Regions from separate parts of the Mus musculus genome. Here regions 2 and 3 are each linked to region 1. Evidence: chromatin contacts called from public Hi-C data. All regions are on one chromosome and are shown on one strand. Each heading gives the region's core, a stretch centred on a gene start, on an enhancer-like site or on the middle of the called end of the contact. The rest is flanking DNA. Distances are from core to core; before and after follow the strand shown. Region 1 overlaps Sh3kbp1 (SH3-domain kinase binding protein 1). Region 2 overlaps Sh3kbp1 (SH3-domain kinase binding protein 1). Region 3 overlaps Sh3kbp1 (SH3-domain kinase binding protein 1).

Region 1 (4,711 bases), core at 1,772-4,271:
TGTATATGTGTGCCACTCTGGCTCTCATTTAGGGTCACGAGTCAAGATGAAATAGAAATTGCTATCATGGGTATTTGAGAAGCACTCTGCATTTCTCAGTGTGTGCCAAAAACAAAAGAGGTTGGTCTGAGGGTCAAACATTCTATTCCACAATGCAAAAGAGGCTGCACTGCCTATGTCTGCTAGATTTCCCCTTAGCCTGCACTTAACCATTTACATTGCTGCCTGGTGCTTCTGAAGATGAGTTTAATTCCAAAGAGCTAATCTAGGCCTGGCCCTCCCCTGCCTCACTCTGAGCCTTTCCCAAGTGCCTCCCCTTCCAGCTCATAGCATAGGGTATCACATAGTAAGCCAGGTCAGCCTGAGCACTGGCACTCATTTCAAAAGGCATCTTTACGTTCTACAGGAAGTAGACCAATGATGGGGTTCCTCTTGGTTCTTCAAAGGGCTGTTAACTAACTGGTTCCATTTACAGACCTTTACTCTTACTGGGTCACATTAGAAACAAGGTATTCACTCCACCTGTGCACCCCTGATAGGGCACTCCTGGCTTTGACAACACATCTAGTTATGATTAGATTTTTTTCTCATTAATTAATTTATTTCTTCATTTTACATCCTGATAGAAGCCCCCCACTCCCAGTCTCCCACACACTCAGCTGCTTCCCCCATCCCACCCTCCCCTTCTTGTGGGGAATGTGGAGCCTGAAGTGGCTACTTCCTATAGCCAAGCAGGATCAAGAGTCCTAGTAGAGGGACAAGGACACCAACCCACTCATAAAACCTTCGACCTAAAATGAGATTAGTTTTTTATTGTTGTTTTTAGGCTGGTACTAGTTTCCCTTATTTATTTGTAAATTTCATACACGTGTACAGTAGTCAGTCATTTTCACTAAGCTTGGAAAAGATTCACAGTGCCTCCTTGCCATATTGGATTTGCAGATAGACCCAGAATTCCTCTCCAGGTATTTCTATCACTTCTCATCTATAGGCAGGGTATTTCTAGTCTACATCTCGCCTGGTGCCTTAAGTGTCTCTGTCTTTGCCGTGTATAGAGATCCTCTCATCCTCAACATTACATTACAAATTTGGGGGCACAAAGGCATCTTTTACAGCAGACTTCTATCATAACCTTTGCTACATCCTCAGAAGTCATTGAGCTGAAGATGGATGTGAGAGCAAGCAGGGAAGAGACGTTGCTCAGCTCTCAGACTTCATGTAGCATTTATTTGGCTTGAGACAACCCCACTTTCTACCTACTGCTTGTAGGTTCATAGATAGGGAGCGACTGACTCTGGCTTTCATTTTGCCTATAAATATCTGAAGAGATGTGTGGGCAGAGGAGCAAATGGGTTTGTGCATGAACCATGGAGTTGGTGGGATAGTGGTAAATGGATTTAAACATGTTTCCTCTTGGCAGCTGTGGCATGGCAGCCTCACACCTGGATTATAAATGCCAACAGAATAGCTAATCCTTATGGATTCTGGAGATGCAGATGTTAATGACTGCTCAGTGTTCCCTTGGTGTCTCAGCTGCCACAGGTGTTAATTTGAGCTCTTAAATTGGCCCCTGTTTGTCATTTGCACAGATTTTCCCAACAGCCATCAAATGGCTGAGATGTGGGGTGAGATTTGCTTTTGCCCACCATGTCTTGTGATGTTGTTTCATTGCAGAGAAAGCATCTGCAGTCCTGTGGGCTTAGCATTTTCCCATCTAAGCCTTGTAAAACCAAGGAAGGGAGTTTAGACCACCAGCCTTGTTCTTAGGTCCCTGTCCTCAAATCCTATACCTTCATTAATAGCATCTAAAAACAAAATTCCATCTGTGTGGTATAATCACATAACCTCTCCCTCACATTATGGAAGAATAACCCCGTGAAGCTGAAGGCCCAAATAATGCATTGTTATTCTCCTTCCCTGTCCCCTCCCCTTCCTCCTCCCTTTCTTTCTTCCTTTCTGTCTTTCCTCTACCCTTCCCTTCTCTCTCTAGAAAGCATAGCTATCAAGGTTGTTTGTCAAACAGTTAAACAACCATTTATTGAACGCTCATTCACAAGCCAGGAATGATGTGAGGCCTGGGAAAACAGATAAAAGGCACAAAAGTCAATTCAGGGTGCTAAATACTGAGAAGGGAGTCATGTATAAGTGGGAGAGAGCAGCTAATCCAGGCCTTGAGGCACAGTCTGACCAATTAAAAAGGGACCAAGTCATTGGTATTGAGCCTCTACAACACATAAGGAAGGAGCCAGGCAGATAATCTCAGGCCCTTTGCACATTTTTCTCTGGTGGCAACATGTGGAATGGCAGAGGACTTAAAGTGAAAAATGCATTTACCAGGATTCCAGGCCAGAGTTCCAGCGGCCTTTAATGGTAAGTGAGGGATATGCAGATAGGTTGGCTTCTAAAGATACCAAGAGATGGCACTTTAAACCTTAGCAGACTCCCATTGTCAAGTGGGGAGCAACTTGAGCAGCCGCAGTAGTGAATAAACAGAGCCCATGTATGGGCTGCACAGCTCGGTTAGTAACAGCTGACCTGTCTCCAACTTTTGGCTATTTTCCCTGTTTTCCAGTGGCTGTGCTTTTAGGTCACCTGTGGTCACTGGGACCATTCCTCTCATCCATGGAATATGAGGCTCCATGTTCTAATTGAGCTAAATAGGGCATGACTGAAGTTCATGGAAAATGGGCAGTTCCTGGTGCCACAAAAAGGCTCAGCCCTTGCCAAGCTGACTCCATCGTGTCCAATATGAATCACCCACTGATGTCCACAGAGGGTTCCTCTTCCAGTTGTCTCAAAAGCCAAGAGCCTCTTACCCTTATGAAACTTAAAAAGAAAGGAAAAAAAAAACCCTAACCTCAGTGCTAGCCAGCTTAATCGTTTTGGACTAGCTTATGTGCATTTAAACCCTTTTCATTTGGAGGAAAAATTTCCCAGCTAGGCTGAGAAAGCACATATCATGTTTCAGCTTGATTCACTTCAAAACCGCCATGAAAATTGGGACATTTTCTTCACACCACAATGAGTTAGTCATGGAAATTTTTCCTTAATCACATCTACCCTGGCCACAGTCATGAGGAGCATACCCTAGGCCGCTGAGAATTTACGTGACAATATTAAAGAGTGTGTCCCCTTCCCAATCAGAAAGCAGAAGTATGTGGCAGTTTTCACTCTGTGGAAAGACACAAAGATAACCTGAGGTTCCCTTTGCAGCAAGTAACCTCATCTTTGGGATATCTTCCTTTGTGGTAGTTTGGTTCCATTAGTATTCATAAGAATGTTCTTTATAAGATAAAACTGTAGAAAATGAAACTTGGCTGAAATGTGCATTAAGAGGGCTAAAAGTGGCTCTCCATGAGGGACTCTGACCCTCCTCTTACTGATGAGTGACATAAACGAGGCAGACTTCTTGGCCATCTGTCATGGAGATGCTTGCTGTGCGTGGCTAGGCTCCAGCATGCCTAGGTCTTTTTAGTACAAACCTCAGCCAATAGAGCTAAGGGAGCTGGCCAAGCTCCTTCACTGCTGCCATGGCACACAATGTTGCCTTCTGCCCTGCAGCTGCCACGCTGCAGCCCACTAGGAGCTACCTCTCAAGTAGGAGTGTTCCTTGAGATAGTTAATTCATTCATTTGCTTCTTCTTAGTGCAACAGAATACCAAGCGTGTCCCTCCCCCACCCTAGGAATGAGGTAAACGTTGACGACAAGGTCCTGCTTTCCTGTGTCTCACAGTCCAAACAGAGGCAGTAGACGCCACGTTTCCAAGTCATTCTAAGACCATCAGAGCCTGTTATATGAACTTATCCCTGGGAAAGATGGGGGGAAAAAAAGTACCCTCTCTCAGATAGGGCACCAAAGGCAGAGTGGAGTATGATTCTTGATAGCATCCAACTTGGGGGCCAATGGGTTTGTTGGCCTTATACAGCATGGATGAGGGGTTACTTTTAGAAGCATGAATGATCCTACAGAAGCCATGCTGCCAAAATATCTCACCCTCTATAGTTGTGTAGGTGGAGCCCTCCTTGATTAATCTTTTGCTCTGTACATACTCTAGTTCTTCCAGATAGGAGGTCATATGTTATTAGGGCAGAATCCCATACAGTGGGCTAGGAGGTGCATTCGGGCAGAGTGGGAATCTTGGGGCAGGGGCCTATTGACTCTCAAATCCCTCTGTCTATGAAGGGATGAGGTAGTTTCTTAGCATGAACTATCTAGCATGGCCTCAAGCACCTGCAATAGAAATAGACTCCTTTTCCTGGTGTGAACTTAGTTGTATCTGTATGCTATGTCCATCCCATGGTGAGCCCAAGGTGGCCCATCTTCGGCTTATAGTTCCAGCACCCGTCTCCTATTGCATTCTTCATGCTGCATCACTGAACCTCCCTCCACCTCTTGTTTCCAGCCCGAAGGGTGTCTGTCTGATCTGCTGTCAACTATTTGAGCCTGTAACCGAATGCTTTTGGCAAGAGCTTCAACATCTCTGTAGCTTTTTGCTTGTCAGGCTAACACTCCTTCACCAGGTGCTAGAGGAGCCACTTTACTGATGACATTTACTTCGTACACTTGCCTTGGCAGACTGTGTACTCCCAGGGAATCCCCTAGAACAGCGCAGTATGGGAGGTAGAAACAGGAGCCTCAGTTAGCCTGCCAGACTAGCTCAATCTGTGATCTCCAGGTTTAGCGAGAGACCCTCTCTCAAGAAATAAGGTA
Region 2 (4,442 bases), core at 575-3,074, 150 kb before region 1:
ATAACCATCAATAGTGAAATCTGATACCCTCTTCTGGAGTGTCTGAAGACAACAATAATTAAAAAAAAAAAAAAGAAAACAAATCAAGAACAAGACACATGACCAATACATTTCTTGAGAAATGCTGAACACTTTTGCCTGTCAGCTGTGAGGAAAGGAACCACTGCAAGGGAACAATTGCTGCACTTGTGATGGGACACAAGCCACTGACCCCACATGCAGTACTTTTCTGCTCATTTGCAGTTGGATTCTAGACTGCATGTGCTGATCTCTTCATCAGGAAAAGGGGCGGGGGAAGCATAGAGTCTGAAGGCTAGCTTTTAATACATTTTTTTCAAAATCATATCAAAACTTCTCTATTTTTTAGTTGATTTGAGATCTCATAGATTTCTTTTTTACCATTATCAGTATATAATGTTCTACCCTTTTCTCTAATAATGAATGTTATATATAGGCTTATAGGCATACCTTCTATGATTCTACTATACTAGACTGAAATGAAAAGTGTTCCGAGTAAACAAAACCCTTTAAGTCATAGATACAGATGAAGGTAAGAAAACAATAAAAGTCTTGTGATACTGTTGAGTCAACCAATCTGTTAATGAATGTATAACATCTTAGGGCTGGAGAGATGGCTCAGCAGTTAAGAGCCCTGGTTGCTCTTCCAGAGGACCTGGGTTCAATTGCCAGTACCCACGTGATGTCCTACAACCATCCATAACTGCTGTCCCAGAGGATCCAGTTCCCTCTTCTGGCCTCCAAGGATGCTAAGCATGCATAGCTATATGTGAAGACTAAGCACATCCATACACATAGATAAATAAAAGTAATATTTAAAAGTATAACATATTGTGCATGTACATATTATAATTATATCTTGATTGATTGATTGATTGATTGATTGACAGTGTTGAGTTATATAATGACAATTCACACCTATTTTTTTTGGGGGGGTCCTTGACAGACAGCTCTGAGGATCTTGATCATGTGGGCTGCTTTTTAGAAAACAATTGAGTCACAGAATTTTTAAAATGATATATGTGTATCTTAATATCTAATATTAACTTAAAATATCACAATCTATGTTTATGTTCAATACAATGTTTTAATACAGAGTCAGGCCTATATCTAATATTTATTGTATGTATGTATGTATGTATGTATGTATGTATGTGTATGAGTGTGGCCAAGGTCTTTTCTGTAAGTATGGGTTGCTGGTTTGAGCTCCTTGTTTTGTGCATCCACGGTGTATTGTCTATGACCTGCACTGATTTCTTTAAAGTGTGTCAGTAGCAATGAAAATGAAGCAATGGAAGTATATTGTCCTTCTGATGATCCATAGCTCCCCAGCCTCAGGTTTTTTGCTCCCTAACTTGGCAGCTGTTTTTCTTTTAACCTTCAATTTGTTACCTTTATTCTTTCTCAGCACTAACTTTGTCTTCACACACCCAGGTTTTTGCACTATCTAACCCAGCAATACCCTTGGCAGGCCTAAAAGGTTTAGAAAGAAATAACTTTGGGCCCCTGTAGGAGAAATAACAGGTACTTGCTTGCCAGAAATTAACTACCAGCCTGCAGCCCTCAGCCTTGGTGATGGAAGAGAGCAAGGGATAGTCCTGGAGTGGACAAAGTGAAGGCTGTGCTAAGGAGCCTCCCACCCCCCTTCTGCCTCCTGGCTGGGGCATCCTCAGTTTGGCTATATAGAAAAGCCATCATGGTAAATTTAAAGGAACCAAGCTGTCAACTTGGAAAGAGAGTGGCAAGCTCTAAATTCCTAGATTGATTGACATTCCCCCTTACCCCTACAGATTGTGATTTTTAAATGAGTCATGAATATACACGTGGGTCATTTTGGTTCAGAGTGCAGAAGACAGAAATGCTAGTGGGGCTCTCAGTGCAGTTGAACAAGCAAGCTGTGGGGACAAATTTACAGGGGCAAAACCTGGGTTCCTCTGGAATTTTCCCTTTTTCTTTTTAACGACTGCTTCTGTTTTAGTTTGGTTTTGTGTTTGTTTGTTTTTTCCCTGTGTTATCTGGAATCTAAGGAAGGAGTTGGGTTTTTTGTTTTGTTTTTTTGTTTTTTGCTTTTTTTGCTTTTTTGTTTGTTTTGTTTTTTTTCCTGTATCGACTGAGGCTGGTCTCAACAAATCTCTCAAAGTGGTAACTTGAGTAATGTTCTGAAATTTTTTTGTTTTATGTCGGTTTTTTTTGTGATTAATTTTAGAGGCATTTCTCAGTGGTTCCCAGTCAGACTGGCTGGTGACTGAGGGAATGTAGATTCTGAGTTAAAGCCTGACCTGGCTTTGTGGTTTGCAAAGATGAGAACTTGCATGTTCAAAAACTGTCTGCATTCTTCTTCATATGCCCATAGAAGGAGATTGGATCCACTCATCTCCGGTTAAGGAGGCTCTTGAAATGCTTTAAAGCTTTCACCCAGGCAGACAAACCTCTGTGTGGGTGGATGGGCGCATCCTCCGCCTTTCACTCTTGCTCAAGAGAAGCCAAGTTCAGTGATCTCTTTCACAGCACATACACTAAAAATTGCTGGCATCCGTTTAAAAGCTGATCAGCTAGCGGGCGATCCAAGCATGCATTCATTTTCTCCCATTAAGACTGCATTACTTTAGAAGCAAGGTTCTTCTCTTGTTTTGTATTTTAAAAGACATGCTAATAAAAAAAATCTTAGTATTGGAATTTGATCATCTAGCAAGTTCAGGCTGCTCTACAATTGTCCTCTGTTTAATATAGTGGTGAACACATCTGTTTTCCTAGTGTATGTACAGGTACTGAAGCATCCATACTATGGTGAGGGATTCTATGTTTAGAAGGGAAGGTAAACTGGGTGCCATAATGCATGTCTAGAGCCCCAGCACTTGGTTGATAAAGGTAGAAGGATCAGTTGTTCAAGGTCATTCTTAGCTACGACAGTAAGTTTGAGGCAGTCCTAGCCTGTGTGAGACCCTAGGTCAAATAACAAAAAGTGTAGAAAAGAAAACAGTTATATTTGAAGCCTCAGCATGTGGAACAGGCTACAACTATCTAAAAGAAAGTATTTGTGCTAGATTTGAATAACTATGAAATTTCTTAAATATTTAAATGCTTATATCATAAACGAAACTACTTATAGATACACAGAGATTCATTGAACAGAATGTACACGCTGAAACAGGCTCAGTTTGGTCATGGAGATTCCTACAAGAACCTAAGACTATAAGAGAGTGGCAGATGATGGAATTAACAAAGGAACAAGGAAGTGAAAGCTAGAGCTCCTTGTGGAGGGGGAAGAAGATGCCACCCAGGAACAGAGAAAAGCCACAGGATGCCTATGCTTGAACTTTCAAGGAGACATCATTGAAAGCTTTCTTCCCTGGGCTTTTGCTAAGGCACAGGAGTCACCACAGATAAAACGTGCACCCTCTTGGTTCATCAGAAAGCTTATCTTACTCGTTCAGTTTCCTTTTTGTTCATAGTTCCAAGTTAGAATGATGGTAAGGCCTTATCAGAGTTCTTTAGGAATCGGGAAATCTGCAGAATAGTTGTGACTTCTGGGAAGGGGGAGACCATGGTGCTCTGCTGAAGGCTGCCTCCAGAAGCCCTATAACAGTGCGTCTCCACCCTCCTAATGCTGCGGCTCTTTATTATAGTTCCTTGTGCTATGGTGACCCCTTGCCATAAAATTATTTTATTGCTACTTCATAATTTTAATTTTTGCTACCGTTATGAATTGTAATATAAATATCTGATATGCAGGCTATCTGATATGTGACTCCTGTGAAGCCAAATCCTTCTTCCCTGCCCCACCTTTATTTTTCAACAATGCCAGTAACTTGCTGAATGGTCCAGGCTAGCCTTGAATTTCAGATCCTCTTGTCTCCACTCCCTGAATGCTGGCATTCCAAGTGTGTGGAACCATATCTGGGTTCAGAACCCTTTCTATTCCATTGAAAATCATGGATATTGCTCTGTCTTGCATAAGCCTTACATAGAGATTGTATTTTTAAAACCCTGTTTCCTTATAAATCATACTATGGGTTTCTCTTTTGAACTCCCCTTCTTATTAAATAGGCTTTCTCCAAAGCAAAGGGGGGAAGGAATGAGAACGAACATGTCGGCATGTATGAACTCTTTGAGCCTACCTAGAAAGCAGTGAATTACATAGGAATTAGGGGAAATTATAGACAAGGAATCTGGTACTTAGATAATGCTTATTTCTACAGAGACAATTACTTAAAACAACTACAATGGACAATAATGTTCAGGAAGTGGTCCCTTTAAATATTTCTTCATTAATTCCACTGATAGAAAAATGTCTTCTCTAGAAACAAAGTTTATTTTTAAACACTGTTCATGGAATTAAACTATGGCATTGTGTACTTATGTGAAGTTGTAGAACAACCAAAACCTATCAAAAGTGCTTGAAATAAGATTAATGATTGACTGGG
Region 3 (4,524 bases), core at 916-3,415, 210 kb before region 1:
CAACGAAACCCAATTAAAAGATAGTTCTCTAGCTGGTGTGGTGGAATACGTCTGTAATTTCAGTAGTTGGGGGTTCCGATAGGAGGATTAGGAAGGAATTCAAGGTCATCTTTGGCTACAAAGCAATGTTGAGGCCTGGCCTACCTGAGATCCCATCTCAAAGAAAGAGATAGTTCTCTAAACATTGCCAACAGGCATATGACACGATGATCAGCACCACTTGTGGTAGATACTAAAGGAAGGTAATGTGTGTTCTAATATTCTCTCTCTCTCTCTCTCTCTCTCTCTCTCTCTCTCTCTCTCATACACACACACTCACATAAACACACACATCACATGCATCTCTCTCTCTCTCTCTCTCACACACACATCACATGCATCTCTCTCTCTCTCACATACACATACATACACACACACACACACACACACAACAAGAACAACAACAAAAAACAAACCAAAAGCCCTGGCATGGTGATACATTACTATAACCTCTACTCTTGGGAGGCAGAGGCAGAAGGATGGCAAGCTTGAAGGCCTAGGATAACAAGTCCAAGCCATGTCTCAAAACCAACTCAGAACAATGACATTAACAACCAAAGCTCAAGGGCCAGGAGTATTGGCTCAATGTCTTTAATGTTAACACTCAGGAGGCTAAGGCATGTGGGGCTCTGTGAGTTTGAGTCCATCCTGGTCTATGCAGTAATGAGTTCGAGTCCGGACTGGGCTACGTAGTTAAGTCCCTGACATCACCACCACCACCACAACATAATGAAATCAAAGTAAATTAAAAAGTTCTCTGCCATTCTTCCTAAAAATACAAATACATGTTCTATGTGCACAATTCATTAATGCCTGCCAGGGGAAGAGAAGTGGGAGCCCACAGGGAATAGGTGCTTTGCTTTTGCACCATACTGTCCTTTACTACTTGATAGTTTACTTTCAGGAACAAGTACACCTTGAAGATTATTAACTCCTTGAGTGATTTTTATCAACATGTGCATAGATCATAGAATGCTGAAAGACAGCAGTAACTTGTCCCACCTCTCTGGATTTCCATCTTCCTTCTCTGAGGTGGCCACTCTCCTGTCCTAGCTGTGGCTTCTGGTACCTGCTGCTGTGTTTCTGAGTAAGACATATTCCTTATTATCTCTTACATTGCCGATGCCAAGTATCATCTGTGCAGTTTTAACGAAGCTGAAGATTTGGTTCACCTCTTTAAATTCCCATCTTCTGTATACTCTCCTAACCTGGATTCTGCTAGACTCTTCCTCACTATTTTTAATGTAGTAGTGTCGATGTCAACTAGGAAGCAAGACTATTCTGTAATTAATTTTCTCATGTAACTTGTAACTTTCTCTAGAGAGAATAACTCACTCTCATATTTGCTGTCATCTAGGTTTTCCCATACCTTGTTGAACTGGGCAGCTTTATAAAATAAAATAAAAGAAAGTGCTCTTCATCCAGAAATTTTTCTCTATCTCCTGATTCCTCTCTTCAGGGAAAAATAGCACACACATTGAGACCCGTCCAGCTTCTGCTGCATTCTGAATTGGCTGCTGTTATTCCTTTCTTAGTCTGTTGGTGCTGCTTTTTAAGGTGTTGCTTGTTTGGTAGCCAGGAAACTCCTGTCGTCTCTCTTATATCGACTGTCTTGGGTCTAGCATCCTTCTTTCTGTCTTGCTTTATTTACTTGCTTTCATGGAGACAGAGAGAGAGAGACAGAGACACACACACAGAGAGACAGAGACAGACAGAGAGACAGAGACAGAGAGACAGAGACACACAGAGAGGCAGAGAGAGACAGAGAGAGAGACCGAGAGAGAGAGAGAGACAGAGAGAGAAAGGACACACAGAAGTCAATTTTTGAGAGCTTTACAAGACTAACTGTGCTAGTATCCTATGCTAGTTAGTTAAAACTCTATTGCAGTCCACCTCCCTGTTCCTAAGTGGGGTTCTCCATCTTGTTGTGCCTTCTTTCTCATGGTCTCACTGGGCTTCACAAATACCTTCATCTCTCCCTGCAACTAAGAAAATCAAGGCCCAGAGGTTACCACATTAGCAATGGTGAGCCAGAACGTAAAGTCCAGTGTCAGCTGCCAACTCCAGGCTGCTGCCTTTCTGCACACAGCTGCTCCTTACCAGAGAGAGAAATACCAGTGGCAGGCTCCAAGTGCCGAACTTCGTGCCAAGTGCACAGCCATGGCTGCAGAGTGAGCCCAATTCTAGGTCTCCATTTGTGTCTGGCTCCTGACAACTTCTAGTTCCAGACAGCTACAGCTGCAGTTAACCATGGTTTGCTACAAAACGTTTCCATTCTTGTTGCCTGTGCATATGCGTGCATGTAGATGTGTACATGTGCACAGATATGATAGATAGAGAGAGACAGGGGTTTATAGTTGTGTTCTGAGCTCTTTCATATGTTTAAAATGTCCTGACTTTCTCTCTCTCTCTCTCTCTTTCTCTCTCTCTCTCTCTCTCTCTCTCTCTCTGTGTGTGTGTGTGTGTGTGTGTGTGTGTGTGTGTAAGGTTAGGGTAATTGTTTTTATTGTTACTACATTTGCTTTCAAGCACTATAAGCATCCCTTGCATTCTTTTGGTGAGGAATGCCTCATTTCTTAGGAGTTTGCTGTTGGAGGTGCAGCTTGGCATTTGGTCTTTTTGTTAAGTGAAGTTGGGTGACTGACCACACATAGGGTAATTAGATTAACCTACTCCTCCCCTCCTCTACTGAAACAATGGAAAACCCAGTATTGCGTTGGCACATACTTTCCTTAGATTAATGATCCTAGAGTCACTGGGTGGAAACTTGCCTGGCTCCCTACAGCTCTGAGAACTGAAAATGCCCAGCTGTCTAAAAGCTTTAATCAGGAAATGAGCATGAAATGGCATTGTTATAGGATCGAAAGAATGTATTCTCGATGATTGAGCTAGCCTGGATGGGAATGTGTGTAAACATTCTTTCACCAAACAGTAAACAGGTGTTTTTATGTTGGTAAAAAAAAAAATCAAGAATTTAATTACTTGGGAGTGGCTGGCAACTCATTGGCTCTCACATTGTGCTGGTCGCTGCTCAAAGTTGATACTACAATTTTCCTTGTCTCTTCTGTTTCAATTACTTATGGAGCAAAAGGAGAGCTGATGTAGGAAGCAGTTGAGTTCTGTGTGCAGAGCATGGTTTGTGACTGCTAGCACAGGGACTCAGCTATAAGACACCTTCACCAACTAACCCCTTGTCTGCATGGAATTTACCTTCTATATCTGTCAAAGCCAGACAATAATGGCCCCACTTCTCAGTGATGTTGTGAGTATTAAGTGTTTTATTCCATGTATGCTTTTAGAACAGTATGTTGCTCATAGTATGCTCTTGTTTGTTCCAGTGTGTGTGGTGTGTGGTGTGTGTGTGTGTGTGTGTGTGTGTGTGCATGAGCACACATGCATAAGTACATGTGTGTGAGTGCATGTGTGTGTGAGTGCATGTCTGGTCAAGAGGTCAAGATGTGAGTGTCTTTCTCTTTCATTCTCCAGTTTGTATTTTGAGACAGGGTGCCTCACAAAACTTGGAAGTCAGCAGTTGGCTAGATTGCCTGAGCACTTAGCTCCTGGCATCCACCTACCTGTGCCTAACCAGTACCAATCAGCATTATAGGCACACACACACACACACACACACACACACACACACACACACACACACACACAGAGACACACACACACACACAGACACAGACACTGCTGTGCTTTGCTTTTAAACATGGTTGGAGGGAAGTCAAACTCAGGTTTTCATGCTTGCATGGCTAAAACTTTTATCAATTGAGCCATCTTCCTAGCCCCTCATAATTTATTCTTCATAACTACAGCCATATTCCCTCATCTTTAGAAGACACAGAAAAAAACGAAGCTTATTTTCAGTTTTATTTTAATGTACTAGTTTTCCCCATTAGTCCACATATGGCATTGTGTATCTTTAATCCCAGCATTTGGGAGGCAGAGGCAAGCAGATTATTTTGAGTTCTCAGCCAGCCAGGGCTACAGAATGCGAACTTGTCTCAGAAAACCAACCAGCCCCAAACCAACAATAGGGGATGGAAGATGATTCAGAACTATTTCTTCCCCTTAGGTACTCACAGAGTACATAAAGGATAGACATACGGTCCTATACTTATCATGCAGGCAGTGCCTGGGAGAGGGGTTCTACCACCGGGCCATGGGAACATAGGCTGTCATCATTAAAGCTGTTAAAAAGAGTAGTAGTGGTCCTTGAACCTTGGCTGATACTCCCTCTGCCTCCTTTTCTTCCCAAAGCAAGTATATTATTCTCAAATTTGTTCCTGCATCTGAGATGATGGCTTCAGAGGCCAGGTATGATATTACACGACACATTTCAAAATCTTTCCAGAACATAACATTGATCAGGAAAGTGTCCACACCATAATTCAATTTGAAGTCATATAATTAATCTTTTGGAGCCTAATAAACCAGTCCAAACTATTTAGCTCTTGGTTCCACTTTGGGCGTTCAAGAAAC

What was found. Hi-C and Micro-C count contacts between places; a contact is called where the count stands out from the background.
Region 2: a contact with region 1 is called in a Hi-C map of the C2C12 cell line, with 3 times the contacts expected there. The contact joins two enhancer-like sites. A contact is called at or near these places in 1 of 15 datasets of contacts at CTCF or cohesin (the NIH/3T3 cell line), 2 of 484 Hi-C or Micro-C datasets (the C2C12 cell line and brown adipocytes) and 2 of 9 other capture datasets (adipose tissue and liver).
Region 3: a contact with region 1 is called in a Hi-C map of embryonic fibroblasts, with 3 times the contacts expected there. The contact joins two enhancer-like sites. A contact is called at or near these places in 1 of 39 promoter capture datasets (embryonic stem cells), 19 of 484 Hi-C or Micro-C datasets (the 3T3-L1 cell line, 3T3-L1-derived adipocytes, the HL-1 cell line and 14 more) and 2 of 9 other capture datasets (macrophages and pancreatic islet).

The regions. Positions count from the first base shown.
Region 1 is chrX:159,951,095-159,955,805 of GRCm38.p6, forward strand. All of the region lies in intron 13 of Sh3kbp1 (SH3-domain kinase binding protein 1), which reads left to right. Among named protein-coding and RNA genes, the nearest start is that of Map3k15, 35 kb to the right of the region's middle. Within about 2 kb of position 3,022, at least 33 of the 459 cell types and tissues checked have an H3K27ac peak or open chromatin away from gene starts, as enhancers often do. A contact at or near this core is called in the C2C12 cell line and embryonic fibroblasts, where this site is marked.
Region 2 is chrX:159,807,282-159,811,723 of GRCm38.p6, forward strand. The region is part of intron 4 of Sh3kbp1 (SH3-domain kinase binding protein 1); the gene reads left to right. Among named protein-coding and RNA genes, the nearest start is that of Map3k15, 180 kb to the right of the region's middle. Within about 2 kb of position 1,825, at least 21 of the 459 cell types and tissues checked have an H3K27ac peak or open chromatin away from gene starts, as enhancers often do. A contact at or near this core is called in the C2C12 cell line, where this site is marked.
Region 3 is chrX:159,742,081-159,746,604 of GRCm38.p6, forward strand. The region is part of intron 2 of Sh3kbp1 (SH3-domain kinase binding protein 1); the gene reads left to right. Among named protein-coding and RNA genes, the nearest start is that of Sh3kbp1, 120 kb to the left of the region's middle. Within about 2 kb of position 2,166, at least 21 of the 459 cell types and tissues checked have an H3K27ac peak or open chromatin away from gene starts, as enhancers often do. A contact at or near this core is called in embryonic fibroblasts, where this site is marked.